5 separate regions of the Mus musculus genome follow, and regions 2, 3, 4 and 5 are each linked to region 1. A link is a contact called in public HiChIP or PLAC-seq data. All regions are on one chromosome and are shown on one strand. The core of a region is the stretch at or near the end of the contact, and the rest is flanking DNA. Distances in the headings are between cores, read along the strand shown.

What was found. HiChIP or PLAC-seq counts read pairs in DNA pulled down with a chosen protein or histone mark.
Region 2: an H3K4me3 HiChIP or PLAC-seq map of embryonic basal ganglia shows a contact between it and region 1, with 2.9 times the contacts expected there. The contact joins the enhancer-like site here to the promoter of Mycn in region 1. A contact is called at or near these places in 6 of 39 promoter capture datasets (cranial neural crest, embryonic stem cells, hippocampal neurons and 3 more), 2 of 15 datasets of contacts at CTCF or cohesin (large pre-B cells and pro-B cells), 9 of 484 Hi-C or Micro-C datasets (cortical neurons, cranial neural crest, embryonic cerebral cortex and 5 more), 26 of 115 datasets of contacts at active chromatin or transcription factors (the 230-238 cell line, astrocytes, craniofacial prominence and 14 more) and 3 of 9 other capture datasets (adipose tissue, embryonic stem cells and liver).
Region 3: a contact with region 1 is called in an H3K4me3 HiChIP or PLAC-seq map of forebrain, with 4 times the contacts expected there. The contact joins the enhancer-like site here to the promoter of Mycn in region 1. A contact is called at or near these places in 3 of 39 promoter capture datasets (embryonic stem cells, neural stem cells and second pharyngeal arch cranial neural crest), 1 of 15 datasets of contacts at CTCF or cohesin (the NIH/3T3 cell line), 1 of 484 Hi-C or Micro-C datasets (the N1E-115 cell line) and 7 of 115 datasets of contacts at active chromatin or transcription factors (craniofacial prominence, embryonic forebrain, embryonic limb bud and 4 more).
Region 4: a contact with region 1 is called in an H3K4me3 HiChIP or PLAC-seq map of embryonic limb bud, with 6 times the contacts expected there. The contact joins the enhancer-like site here to the promoter of Mycn in region 1. A contact is called at or near these places in 2 of 39 promoter capture datasets (cranial neural crest and second pharyngeal arch cranial neural crest), 1 of 15 datasets of contacts at CTCF or cohesin (the NIH/3T3 cell line), 6 of 484 Hi-C or Micro-C datasets (the N1E-115 cell line, embryonic fibroblasts, embryonic stem cells and 1 more), 13 of 115 datasets of contacts at active chromatin or transcription factors (craniofacial prominence, embryonic basal ganglia, embryonic forebrain and 8 more) and 1 of 9 other capture datasets (adipose tissue).
Region 5: a contact with region 1 is called in an H3K27ac HiChIP or PLAC-seq map of extraembryonic endoderm stem cells, with 4 times the contacts expected there. The contact joins the enhancer-like site here to the promoter of Mycn in region 1. A contact is called at or near these places in 3 of 39 promoter capture datasets (frontonasal cranial neural crest, liver and maxillary cranial neural crest), 17 of 484 Hi-C or Micro-C datasets (embryonic limb bud, embryonic stem cells, nephron progenitors and 1 more), 5 of 115 datasets of contacts at active chromatin or transcription factors (embryonic stem cells, extraembryonic endoderm stem cells and stem cell-derived neural progenitor cells) and 3 of 9 other capture datasets (adipose tissue, embryonic stem cells and liver).

Annotation. Positions count from the first base shown.
Region 1 is chr12:12,940,452-12,943,151 of GRCm38.p6, forward strand. It overlaps Mycn (v-myc avian myelocytomatosis viral related oncogene, neuroblastoma derived), which reads right to left and starts at 1,385. Exons shown (of 3, transcript NM_008709.3): 1 at 1,185-1,385; 2 at 1-35. RefSeq lists an enhancer at 2,156-2,184.
Region 2 is chr12:12,737,989-12,740,688 of GRCm38.p6, forward strand. No RefSeq gene overlaps it. Among named protein-coding and RNA genes, the nearest start is that of Gm40270, 14 kb to the left of the region's middle. Within about 2 kb of position 1,268, at least 23 of the 459 cell types and tissues checked have an H3K27ac peak or open chromatin away from gene starts, as enhancers often do. A contact at or near this core is called in cortical neurons, embryonic basal ganglia, embryonic brain and 1 more, where this site is marked.
Region 3 is chr12:13,158,419-13,161,118 of GRCm38.p6, forward strand. No RefSeq gene overlaps it. Among named protein-coding and RNA genes, the nearest start is that of Gm38686, 7.5 kb to the left of the region's middle. Within about 2 kb of position 1,438, at least 61 of the 459 cell types and tissues checked have an H3K27ac peak or open chromatin away from gene starts, as enhancers often do. A contact at or near this core is called in craniofacial prominence, embryonic limb bud, forebrain and 1 more, where this site is marked.
Region 4 is chr12:13,183,505-13,186,204 of GRCm38.p6, forward strand. No RefSeq gene overlaps it. Among named protein-coding and RNA genes, the nearest start is that of Gm24208, 3.6 kb to the left of the region's middle. Within about 2 kb of position 1,432, at least 24 of the 459 cell types and tissues checked have an H3K27ac peak or open chromatin away from gene starts, as enhancers often do. A contact at or near this core is called in embryonic limb bud and second pharyngeal arch cranial neural crest, where this site is marked.
Region 5 is chr12:13,081,285-13,083,984 of GRCm38.p6, forward strand. No RefSeq gene overlaps it. Among named protein-coding and RNA genes, the nearest start is that of Gm35298, 20 kb to the right of the region's middle. Within about 2 kb of position 1,342, at least 11 of the 459 cell types and tissues checked have an H3K27ac peak or open chromatin away from gene starts, as enhancers often do. A contact at or near this core is called in extraembryonic endoderm stem cells, where this site is marked.

The DNA.
Region 1 (2,700 bases), core at 135-2,634:
CGTGGAGAGCAGCAGAGTCGCGCCAACCTCCAACTCTACAACCAATAGGCAAACCAAGAGAGAATGAGCCAAAGGGGTGGGTTGGTGGGGACAGGCAGTGGGAGCCCCCAATCTCTTCTGCAAGCTCCCCACAGCTCTGGAAGGTGGGAGAAAGTTGAGCGTCTCCCCTACTCCCTCCTTTTGTGTACAAGCTGTCTAAGACTGGGAGTGGGAGGGGGCTTGCAGATGCAGGGGGTGGTGTGGCTCTCTGCAACTTTGGAAACTGCCGTTTCATTCACACAAGGCACTGCCTGGGGGAGGGGGGCTGTTCAAGCTGCAGATCTCAGCTCTTACTAGCGCGACTACCCCACTTGCACTAGTTGCTTAAAGGAAGTCCTTGCTCTCTAGCCCAGCTACCAGGCATGGGATTGAAGTACCTTTCATTCCCCTTTTGCAGAAATGCGATCACGGGAGCGCAAACGCTAACGGGGTTCAGGAAACTTTATTAATTATTAAGGGCCTTTCTCCAGTCAGACCAACAACAGGCAATTACATACAACCCTCTCCACCTAGACCTAGAGCCTCAATCTTGGCAGATACCCTTGGTACTCATCGCTGCCTATACCTATACCCTTTCCATTCCCCTTCCTTCAGAGACCTCAACCTCTTCAACAGGCGGGGGGAAAGGCTGAACCCCATCCCTAGGAATGGTGCAGGGTCGCCGGCGAGAATCGCGTCTCCTAAGCCGGAGCAGCCGTGACCTACATTATCACTCAGGCACCTAGCTTCGCCTAACCCCTTTTCCTTCTTTCCCCGCGGCACCTTTTGGAGAACCCCAGCTTGGGGTGGGGACGCACCGGTTCCCAGTCACCTCACACTCAGACAAATCTTGTGGAGCCGGGCGAATTTCTTTTCGCTAAAGCTATTTCTCTGCCTGGGCCAGGGCTGTAAAAGGGATTAGGGCGGGTCTCTTCCAGCCAGGGTGCCTTCGGGTGCTGAATAGGCTTTTCAGGAAAAAAAAAAAAACAAAAAACCCAGATGGTTTTGTTTCGGAAGCAGACGCGGTGTGTTGCCCCCTTACCCCCTCCCCCAGAAAAGCCCGGCATATTTGGGTGCAGGGTGCGGAGCCGCGTCCAGGGGCTTGCCTAGCCGCAGCGCTCCGCCGTTCCCCGGGCGCTCGAAGCTTCGCAAGTACCGCTTCTTACCTCCCGCAGACTGCCGGGGATCCGGAGGCGACTCGGGGCTGGGGTCTCCGGGTGGGCTGAGGGAGCGGCGGCGGGAGGGGGTTGTCCTCCGGCGGCTGCAGTGTGTGCGCGCTTACGCCTGGCTAGCGCTCGTTCGGCTCCAACCCAGTTCCCAGGAGCCCCCCGCATCCACCCAGCGCGTCCAGACAGATGACTGTCACTGGCTGCGCTTTGAAGCTCGGGGGATATTATTAACTGAAAAAATCTGACACACCCGGGGGGCGGGGAGAGAAGGGGGCTGTGGCGCAGACGAGGGGGAGGGAGAAAGGCAGAGGCAAGAGGCTTTTCCCCGCCCTCTTGATTTCCATAAAAATCAGGGGAGGCGCCAAAGCCTTTCGCGCCAAAAGCCATTTGCTTTTCTCTTTTTTTCCGACTCTCTCTCTCTCTCTCTCTCTCTCTCCCTTCCCTCCTCCCCTCTTCTCCTCTCCCCCTCCTCCCCTCCTCTCCTCTCCCCCTCCGTCCCTCCCTCTCTCCCCCTCCCCCCTCTCGTTTTTCAGACTGCAAGCAGCAAAGCTGGGAAACCCGAGGAGTGCTTCCCCCTCCCTTTTGGACCCCCTGGCTTGCACCCGCTGCACTCCGTGTTTTTTTTTTTTTAAAGGTCGCTGGGTGTGTTCTGGGAATGGGAAAAGAGGTTTCTAGCCCAGTCCCTGCGTGGACTGCGCGCGAGTGTATGTTTGTGTGAAAGATGAGCTCCAGGCTAAAGTGGAACAAGGCCTGGTCGAGGGGCTGTTCGTGTGTGATCTCGAAGGAAGGCGACACAGGAGTGCAAAATGGGAGGCCGAGGACGCGCCCACGTAGAAACAGACCGCAGGAGGTTTCTAGTTTCAAATTGAAAGGAAGGGGCGCCCCCCTTGTTTGAAAATAAATAAGTGCGGGCTACGAGGGTGGCGCCTTACCGCTTTCTTCGGCCGAAGGCGACACCTCGCGGAGACCAAGCAGAAAGCGGAGCCGCACCGCCCAGCCTCGGAGCCCGAGTGGGGCCACCCCCGCGAGACAATTAGCGAATCCTTGCTACCGCGGAAGGGATTGTGAAACGCGTGGAGGGACGTCCCCTGAAGTCGCGCCCACCGTTCCCAACAAAAGCCTTTCCGAAGCCAGGGTTGAATTACGGACCGCTGCTTTCCTTGCCCAAATCACTGACTGCTCTGTATACCTCGAGTTCCTACGGATGGTGACATCAAGGAAAGCCATCATTAATTTGGCCTCTTTGTGTCCCATTTGCCTCACTTACGAGCTGGCGTGAACAGAGAGAGCGCGACATCTTATTTAGACTAGAGCAGGGTGCGTGTATTCTTTCCTCACAGCCGTGGGCACATTTCCCTCCCTCCCCATCCCACAGCGTCTCACTTCTGTCTAGGCAAGCATGCTAAAAGGTTTGTTTCCTAAATGTGGGGCTAAAAATAAATGCTCTTGCCCCACAAAACTTTCCAGGAGTAACCTGGGTCCCTGGGTGAAGCCCTTTTTCAACACACATTCT
Region 2 (2,700 bases), core at 18-2,517, 200 kb before region 1:
AGGGACATGCATGAACCTGCAATCCTAGCCCTTGGGAGGCTGAGGCAGGAGAACTGTCATAGTGGTGAGGTTAGCCTGGGTGCCACCATGAGTCCCAGGATAGCCTGGGCTATAGAGTTAAACCTTGTAGGGGAGAAAAAAAAAATCCACACAAGAAGAATTCTAGATGTTTCTATGGTAACAAGCACATCAGCTCACACATTCATTGTACAACCCATGAGAATCTTGTGTTTTAAATTTCTACAGTCCTAGAAACTGCTACTTATGTATTCACTTCTAGCACTAACTAGCAATCCATTTCCTCTGAACATTGACTGATTCTCTTAACATTCTGTTTGGTGCCATACATCCAGATTCAAATGGAAGCATAGGGTGTCTACAGAATCAATGTCATGTGAAAGTTAAATACCGGTCATCTTTTCATTAAATAGAGATGAAATGTTAAACTAGTATCTTTCTTTCCCCCAGACAAGGGTACCATTTCTAGACAGAGGGAGTGACATCTCTGTTACGCAAAGCTCCTGGCCAGGAATCAGGAAGGTTGGATGTCCTTCGCTGCCATTGACTGCGTGCTCTTACCTCTCTGGCCCTTACTCTCCCCATTCACTAATACCACAGAATTTCATCTGTGCAACCGCACAGCCTTGTAAAGATCACCTGAGCTTTTAAGTCTATAAAGTACTTTGAAAACATGGTTGTGTTGAGCTGAAGAAAAGGATTGTTTACCTTGCTCGAAGCCGGTATCTGACAGCACTCGCCCTGGGACATGGGTTTGTACTGTTAGTACAGGCCTGGAGATGAAGCGGAACATCTGTGACTTCCTGCCTACACCGTCTCAGAGGGGCTAGACCAGCTCCAGGGAATCCCCACACCCAAGAGGCAAGCTCTAGGGGTGCCGGGGTGCCAGGCTATACTCGTCATGGCCCCCTCTCAAGGTTTTGTGATTAAGATGTTCAGAGTGTGAAAAGTAATCACCTTAATTGTTGAAAACCCTCAAAGATTCCAAACTTGTAAATCATGAAAGGCCACTGTTTAGCGGGCTGGAATGCTTTTGAAAAAGGCCAGCGATCAGAGATTGGCCTCGTTAATAACCACAGTAAAACTTGCTCTTGAAGCTCAAAGACATAGCTAATTAGGGCAGAAAAATTCAACCTCAAATTAAGAGAGAAAGAGAGAGAGAGAGAGAGAGAGAGAGAGAGAGAGAGAGTTTCTGAAGTGTAAAAGCCTTTCTCCCTGAGAAGTATGTCTAAGTAGATTTTGGATGCGTTCCAAAACCCACTGTAAGACAAAGCCAAGACTGCAAAAATGTCAGGGTGGGGTTAATCAGCTGCAGAGCGTCTGTGTGTCCATCTGTCCAGGAAAAGGAATCAATGTCCTTACCTCAAGGATTCCTTAATACTGAACTTTTAAAGGGAGAATTTAGGAAAACGGAAATTCTCCCACATTGCTTTTTTTTTTCTTTCTTTTTTCTTTTTTTTTTTTTTAACTAATAGCAGATGCACATGGGCCAGCCCAGTTGGTATTTGTGAATTTATTGAGCATGGCTACATGTTGTAGATAATGAGATTTAAATAGGAGACTCCACTGGGCCCTCCCTGAAGAAAGTTGGTATCTGTGGCCCACCATTGCCTGATGCAGCCATGAACCCCAACATATCTCTAGGTTTACCAAAAAGAGACTTGCTTCACTAAAGGCCAGCTGTGGACTCGGAATTTGCTAATTAACAAGATTAGACAGAGGTGTGAAACTGTCTTATCAGGTGACCTGCAGACTGGCCCAGTAGCCCACAAGTGCTCTTGCCAGTGTAACATTGCTCAAAGACTGGATTTATGAACGCACCTTCCCAGAAAAGAAAAAAAAAAAAATGGCAAAAGAATACAGCTCAGTAGGGTGACCCATGATCCACTGTTGCACAGCAGAAGCAGCCTAAGTATGCTGCTTTTGACAATTTTTTTTCTTTTTTTTTTTTAATTAGGTATTTATTTCGACAATTTTTAAAAGTAATAAACAATGTACAGACAAGATGGCTCAGGAGGCAAGGGCACTTGCCAGCCAGCTGGATGACCTAAGTTAGAAGCCTGGAACCCGCACAGAGGAGGAGAGAAGTCACTCCCATATGTCCGCCTCTGACCGCTGTACATGTACACACACAAACACACACACATACTTTTTTTTTAATAGTGGGCTGGAGAGGTGGGTCAGTAGCAAAATATACTCCTACAGAGTACCCAGGCTCAGTTTCTAGCACCCACATAGTTATTCAGTCATCTGTCTCTCCAGTTTCAGGGTTCTCACATCCTCTGATAGACTTAAGAACATCAGACATATGGTGCACACACACATATGCAAGCAAAACACCTACACACTAAAATAAAAACGTTAAAGCGTAACAGTAATGACATGTCATGACCTCAGATCTGCTCTGGGCCCAGTTCAGGGACGGCTGACTATGGACAAGTAGGTATCTGACACCCAAGTCACTTTAGTGCAGTGCTATGGGGTGGAGTACCCTCAGAGGAGAGTCAGACCTGAGCAGGACACCCCAGGAGAAAGTGCTAGGAGAGGGATTTGTCGGGCTCAGAAATCCTAGCTCTGAGGGTTTCAGGGTGACCGGGGCTCTATCATTGAGAAAGGGCAAAAGAAGTGCCACAGAGCAGCGCCTTACCCTGAATCTGGTCACAAATATAGACTCAGGTTCCA
Region 3 (2,700 bases), core at 188-2,687, 220 kb after region 1:
TCCAACTCTGCAAGATGCCCTGAGGGAGAAACACTTTGCCTGTACCCTCAGCAGGACCTGGATGCTAGCGAAGAATGGGCCATGCGGACTGGAGAGGCAGATACCAGCCCAGCTCAGAAGTACGCTACACAAGAGTGTCCAATGGTAGCTGTGGTTTTCTAGAACCTGCTTGTGGCCTGGCAATTACTCATGGCTTGGAGTTTCCTCTGATTTAAAGCAGAATAAAGAGAGTATTGCAAGCATCGAATCCTCCTTTCTATGAAGTCAGCATTCAGTGTCCCTTCCCTCTGGGCCCAGGGAAGTACTTGAATGTTAGGTACTAGCTGTTGTTCCCACTGACACCCAGCTCTGACTCCTGCACCTCTGCCCACCTCGACCTGTGTGTTCTGTTCCCTCACCTTCCTACTCATCATCATTTCCCAAGTCTTTCCTTATTCGAGCTACCAGGGATGCAGGAGGGGTCACACATAGTTCTAATCTCTCATAAGTGAAGTAACTTTTCCAGCATCTCTCTCCATCCTTGTACCTTCCCAGCACTGGATTTAAATAGGTTATGTAGGAAAGAATGAAATGGGGAGGGAGAAGCCAGGGTAGGCAGTTTAGAAAACCCACAACCAAAGGGACTTCAGCATCCCACCCAAGGTTGTCCACTACATGTCTCATTAAGAACCAGGTATGCAGGATAAGGGATGGAGGAGAAACTACTGGAGCCACTGCCTCTGAATACTTCTTGGTGGGTCAATTGGTTGGGCTCTCTGACTGCCACCTCCTGGGTTTATCAACATCTGGCAGGCACACTTGTCTACACCATCACAATAATGTCCTTTCCAGATTCCAGCCATCAAGTGAAGAGACAGCTCAAAAAAGACATAGTCTATAGATCACAAAGAACATCCTAGTCCCTAGGAACTAGAGTCCTGTCCTGGGCCTAACTCTGGGTGCCAATGGATCCCTTAAAGCAATGCTCTCCCACTCCCAATCTCTCTGAAAAGGATGTGTGATCCCCCTGAGGACTGTGTGCTCCTCCATCTTTCCTTAGACCCAATACCAAGGACCCTTACAGGCCCTGACACACAAACAGCATTGAGCTCCTTGGAAGGGTCCCTTCTCCTCATGGAGATTGAGCCTATGGGTTGCTCTGACCTTGGTCCAAGACAAGGAAAGGAGATCACTGCTCAAGCAAGACCAGGGTGAGCTGGATCTAGAAAGAATGTTCAATGAAGTGGCCCACCCTGCATGGGACAGAATCAGGGACATGCAAAAAGGAAAAGAGGCAGGCTACAGGCCTAGGACCTTAATGTCCCCTTAAGGTCCCCTCTTCATTCATGAGAAGCAAACAATGGGTAACATTCTCAGCCTCCTTATCCCCCTCAGGGCAGGTGGCACCTCCCAAGCAGTCATCCTTTGCTAAGCAACCAGGGCCTTTCAGCTGCTTTTCAACATTGCCTCTGGTTGCTATGGAAGCTGCTTCAGAAAATCTTGCCTGCCAACAGTCAAGGCTTCTTTGTCAGAGGCTGTCTCAGAGTACTTTCTCTGTCAGCTCAGGGCAGCACACACCCAGAGGATGTAGGCTAGGGATGGAAGAGGCAGTTGTCATACCAGAAAGAGAGCACAACTAATGGTGCTCCCCAAACTCCAACCTTTCCTGATTCCTCCTCCCAGGTCCTATTTGACTGATCTGTTCCCCACTGATGAGTCCCCTTCTGAACCCTCTCCCACACTCCTAGTCCTGTTTTGTCTCTGTCTCCCAGCCATGCTGTCTGTGGTGGACTTGTGTCCATACATGTGGTGGACTGTGGTCATACCCTCAGAGCATCAAATGCTTTCCATGCTGAGTAGGACAAGAAAAACAAAAAGTCAGCCTTCTGCCAGGACCAGGTGAAGTGACTTTACGGTCACTTTTACAGCCAGCTTGGGTGGCAGTTGTGTCCTAACACTTGGAATTCTGAGGCTGGATGATTGCTATGAGCTCCAGGCCAATCTGAGCCACTCAGTAAGATCCGGGCCAGCCTGGACTACAGTGGGATCTTATCTCAAAAACAAGCAAACAGAGCTCTTTCTGCTAAGAAGGACCAGCTCTTGGTGACATGCTGGGTGTTTTGCTAACAGATTCTGTTTCTCTCGATGTCACCTCTCATTAGAGCTGCTTGGGAACCATGGTCCCCCTGGAGTGGGTGGGACAGGAGCTAGGCAGGAGGCAGAGATAGGAGAGTGCTTGTTCTACTAACTTCACCCAAGCACATACTGTTAGGTATCCTCTTCTTTTCTGGGGTGAGGGTGAGGGTGGAAGTGGGTGGAGATGGGGAAGGAGTAGCAGATAGAGAGTGAAAGGAGATGGGAGATGGGGAATGAGGGAAGCTTAGGGGTGAGGATTGGGGGTGAGCGGGGTAGGGGTGGGAAGGGAGTGGAGTGGAGGGTGACGGGAGGTGAGACGTAGGGAGTAGAGGGGGCATTTCTGATCCCCAAACTGGCTACTTGACAAGGAAAGAGAGCTAGGAAATTTGAGCAGGTCCATATCTGCCACCCTGAGCAGAGACTCCAGAAGATGAGACACAGAAAGGGCTTCAAGAAAACCTGGCCCAGTTGAAAAGTGTTACCACCTGGTGGCTCTGTGACCTTGGGCAAAGACTTCTGCTACTTTGAACCTCCACTTGCTTTTCATCACAATGGGGATATACCTCCTGTGTGCCTGGTTGGAAG
Region 4 (2,700 bases), core at 182-2,681, 240 kb after region 1:
GGTTCCCACATGCTTCCTGTACAATCATCTAACAGAAGACAGAGGAAGGATCACATCACTGTACCAGGAAGCCAGATTTGGATTCTGTAAAGAATACTTCCTCGTCTAAACTTGGAACTTGGCCCTTGGTCTCTTTCTGAGCAGGGTTGAAGAGAGGGGTCAAAGGAAGTTGCTTTCTGAGCCCTGCTTATCCCCGAGGATCCTCTTGCTAATTCCCAGGGCGCATGAGCACAGAGGGCCACCCAACCTAAGACAAGGACACCCTCAAGACCTTTCTTCGGTACAAAACCTAGGTGTCATCTCTTATGGGCTGGCAGGTGTCTGTCTACTGCTCCACAACATATTATCATAACCACTGGACTTCCAGAATGCCAGCGCAAGAAATTACAGCCTTTCCTAAAACATCAACACATCATAGCTAGAGAAATGCTTCCATTGGCCTATGGGCAGGGCAATTCGGAAGTTGTATCGAGCACGGGAGGCTCTATTTACTGTTATCTTTGCTTATACCTCAGTGTAACTGTAAGCCCCCGGCGACTTACATGAACCGGGTACTCCTGAAAGGCAGGCTGGAGCTGAAAGAGACTAGCCCGTGAGAAAAGAATGAGGCCAAGACAAATTTTTCTCTGATCAAGGCCCCAAAGTTTACTAAGAGTCTGTGCTTATAAAGGGGGGGAGGCCCATCCCCTGCCAATCCATTCTTGGTGCCTGGAGCCAGCCTGTAGGCAACATGCAGGATAGGATGTGTCTCTGGAAAGTCTCGGAGAATAGCAGCGGTAGTTGACATAACAATAGAGCCATCTAAATCGGAAGGCTACACCCCAGGTGATTTAATTTTCAGTGGTGGCAAAATCTGAATCAGCCTGCTTCAAGGCTGAGGGAGGCTACACCTCAGTTCACTTTGGAAGCTTCAGCTGTGGGAATCCCAGACCCCGACTCTGGCTCATTATATACCAAGAAGACACTTGGTGCTTGGCATATGTCTCTGCATGATTTCTGTGACTATCTATCTACCTCTATATCATCCTGGGAGGTGCCCTACCAACCTGGGCCAGTTCCCCTCTGTCAGGTGCAAACCTTAACTCCGAGTGGGGGGTGGCTGTAACCTCCCTCAGGCCTTGCCCACACTCCCCCAGGGCTGGCACAACATCAAGGTTAGTTAAAAGGGGCCTCCAAAGCTCTTGCATGTGGCCTAGGGTCCAAGCGACTCATTAGGCGGTGGCGGCTCTCACACACAGCCTTTAATGTGGAGCGATGGTATTTTTCAGGATTCTTTTCAGAAGGAAAAAGTTAATAACGTGAAGGCTTTATTAGCTCTCTCTTCCCCCCTCCGAGACGTGCCCTTTGGTAGTGCAATGCCGGGGCTAGTTAAGGCCAAGGCCCGGGGATTTCCTCCTCTCTGGGAAAGACTGTAATTATACACACACAGGGGCCAAGGCAGTGAAGTGGTAACACACCAAGGTCCTAACCTCAGAGGCGGAAGGGGAGCTAGGTGTGAGCCGTCGTGGCCGGGTCTAAAAAGCAGAACCATATGGGAAATGCATTACCTGCTCTACAAAGGCGGCCTTGCTAATAAACGTATTTACTGGGTTAAATAAATACGCGCAGGGTTGTTAAAAGCCTGGCCCTGTGACTTCAAGTCACCAACATTTTTCACTTGTCAGAAAGGGCCTTTTGGAAGCTTTCAAGCGGCCTGCCTTCCTGCCCATGTTTATGCATTCACTGTGCCCCTGCCCATAGAGAAAGAAAGGGCCTTTGTCTAGTACTGTGGAGACCCTACAGGTAGTCAAGGGCATACACAGGCTGTGTGTTCCCGGCCTTGGGAGTGCAGGTTGCTGCTCAGAGCTGGTATGAGGAAACACTTCTCCTTACTGCTCTGTGCCCAAGCAGAGGAAGGGTTCTGCTCGCATTGCAACGTAGAATCTTCTTGACTCTAATTCCTTGTGTATTTTTGTTGTCAAGTATGTGAAATATGAAATCACCATTTCACCCTAGTGCAGTTCAGTGTATCTGTACGTTTGTGCTCACTGACCTCTACTTCAGCACAGTTCCATGACCCCGTGGAAACACACTCCTCCACGAAGCCGAAAGTCTCGGTTCCTCTCCCCTCCCAGCCACTCCTCCATCACCACCTCTCACCCGCCTCCTCTTCTGTGGGTCCAATTATTCCAGACACGTGGGATCTTTTGTGCCTTCAATATTCACTAAGCAGTTTTCATTTCATTCAAGTTATGGTTATGTCCATATTTCCCGAACTCTTTGTCACAGCTGAGTAGTATTCCATTATAAGATTAGATCATATTTTGTTATATAGTCTTCAACTTGTTGGGTATCTGGATTGTCTCCTCTTTGGTTACTACAAACAGTGCTACTGTGGACATCCTTCCGTGGTGTTTTTGAATACCCGTTTGCAGTTGGGGGGAGGGATTTACTTAGGATTGGAAATTCTGAGTCACAGGGCAATGTCTATTTAAAAAATAATGGTGCCCAACCTATCTCCTATTGCAGTTGGTGGAAAATCAAGGAATAGGAATACATTTTTTCCCCTTATAAAACTCTAATTCTCATCGTTCTGTCTCAATGTTGGAAATATTCTCTTCCTCTTGCAGACAAATATAAAGACCAAGGGAAGCTTGGTTTTCCAAATATGGAAGCCTGGGATTTGAAAGCTGATCCTTCAGACTATGAAATGCGCAGTCT
Region 5 (2,700 bases), core at 92-2,591, 140 kb after region 1:
GTAGAGAAAGAATCCTGGCTGGCCTTGGGGTTCAAAGAGCCACTCAAGCAATGTGCTTTGCTCAAGGAGTGAGCAGCTCACTGCAGAAGCCAACAATGGTTCCCTGCCCTCCAAAAAGCCTTAAATATCTTCCTGCCAGACATTGTTGCCTCTATTTTGTAACTGCAAATACTTGAAGCAACTGCAAAGCCCTTCCTCGTCATTCCATTTTCTATCAGAGAAAAGTAAGGTTCGAACAAAGCCATGGCTTCCACAGGGCTGGCTCTGTGGGAGACCCCAGATAAACATGACCTCAACATGCCTGTTCCCTGAGCCTCGTTGCAAGTCAGTTCAGAGCTCTTCTGCAGACCTGAGTGGATTCTTGGAACTTTCAAGGGGGTGCCCATGCCACCCTGAGAAGAGCGGATGATAAATATTCTCCGGTCTTCTTTCTCTGTGCTCCCATTTTCTTGATGCCATCCTGCCCCTCTTGCTGTCTTTGTCTCATCCTTAGAATGTACAGCCAACAGCTATCTGCCTTTTACCTGGCTCCTCCCTCCTAGCAGCACACACTACCCCCTCTCTTGGAGCACCTCCTCTCCCGAAGCTCTGTCTCACAAGTACACGACTGTGTATTTTTCGTGAAAATGCACATCTTGCTCAGTAGATCTGGAAACCAGTCTGAGACTTGACATTACTAACTACTTCCAAGGAATGCCTCTGCTGTCAATCACTGAGAAACGAGGCTTAGTTAAATGGAAGCAAGCTGAATAGAACATGAACTGCAAGGTCGTCAGGTGTTAGACAAGGACAGAGACCAGAATTCCATGGTGCCCACTCACCAGCCATGCCAATTTGAAACAACATATCTAGCCACAGGCCTCAGTTTCCCTACATGTGAAATAAGCTAATTGTAATAACTACCTCACAAAAATTATTGCCAAGATAGTCAATACAGAGCACTTTAGAATATTATTGGTCAGAAAATGTTGTTTGTTTCATTTTGCTTTAATGTAAAAAGATAGGTGAAAGTTACTGTCTTTTTTTATGGCGTATCATAGCTACTCAGTAAATGTTTGTGACATCTAAAAATCGGAGTATTGGTGAAAGAATGAAGACCTGGGTGATCTTCAAACCAGATTTAGGGGAAACACTCCACAAATTATACCCGGAATTCAAAGATTTGCATCTTTTTTTGAATCTCAGTGAGTCAACCAGTAAGAGTTTTGGAGTTGGTGAATGTGTGCCATCTGATCTGGCTTCCTGATTGTGCAGCCAAAGACAATGGGGGGGGGGGGAGGAAGACACACCGGGCTCCACAGAACCTCAGACAGCTAGCTGACTGCTGCTCTTGGTGTGCAGGACCTTCTCTGACTCATCTTTCTAGAGTCTCCAAAGCCAGCTCCATTGCTGTATTGGGAAGAAAGGAGTAGGGCTCAACAATCATGGAAAGCGAAACATCAACTCCTTTAAATTATTTGGAGGCCTGGTGTCTCCTGGAGATTTCACATTCTGCTGGGAATCAACTGAACAGATTATTGTCATTATTGTTCAAAACGCTACCAACTATACCCGCAGCAGCCCCTTGGGTGGCACACGGCTAGGTTACTGTGAGGTTCCTGTCACTGTTTCATCAACCCACAATGCATAATGTTGTCTGATGTGTGTTCTTGGGATAAGATAAGGTATGTGGAAGATGTTGACTCACACTGAATGGCAGCCAACAGCACATCTGAAGGAAGAACTGTCTAACACCAGCATTTTTCCCATAGGGCACTTTACAACTCCTCTGCTTAGGAACTGTGGATGACATTTCAGCAAGGTGCTTAAAGTCCATTTCTAAACACTAAAAACCCAATGAGAAGTATAAACTAAGTTTTATTAGGACACAGACATGTGTGTATATATATATATACACACACACACACACACACACACACACACACACACACACACATATATATATATATATATATATATTGCAGTATGTGCAGTATGAGAGCTGGAAAGAAGACAGAGTTCACATTGGTGACCTTGACTAGTGACAGGCACATTTGATAATTTGGATTTGTTACCACCGTAGATATGTTCACTAATATGTATGTATATGTATATATGTACACTCCTGCCTATGATGTGGGAGTGATGAATATAATTATTAAGGAGTCACACTCACCAAAGCAGAACCTGAGCATGGCGGGTGCTGACTGTACTTGAGTGTCTTAACACCTGATACTGAGCTAGGAGCTGTGTGACAGAGGGTCTCTGTCTATTGTTCTTTTTGTCCCCATGCCCTGGAGTCTGGGACAAGAGAGAGAAGGAGGGAAAGAATGAAGATGGAGTTGGCTACAGTTTCCCAGAGGTTCAGCAGCAGGCATCCAGCTGGCACTTCAGGAGGAAGCATTCTCTCTAATGGGGGTGACGCTGGGGATAAAAGGTAATGACAGGTCACTCTTCAATGATTCTGATCCTTCCCTGCATCAAGACCAGGACAAACTTGCTGGCAGAGGAAAACACCACGTGGTGCGTTAGCTGGCATTGTGCCAGGGGAATGGGCACGAGAGCGCATACAAAGTGACTTGGACAGACTTAGTGGCTGGAAGCTTTCTCATTGAAGGAAGAAAGATTAAATGCTGTAGGACTGGGCCAACGTGTGACTTCAGAAGCAAGTGTGCAGTCATGTGCAGACAGCTGTAGATAATAGGCAAACAGGGAATCTTG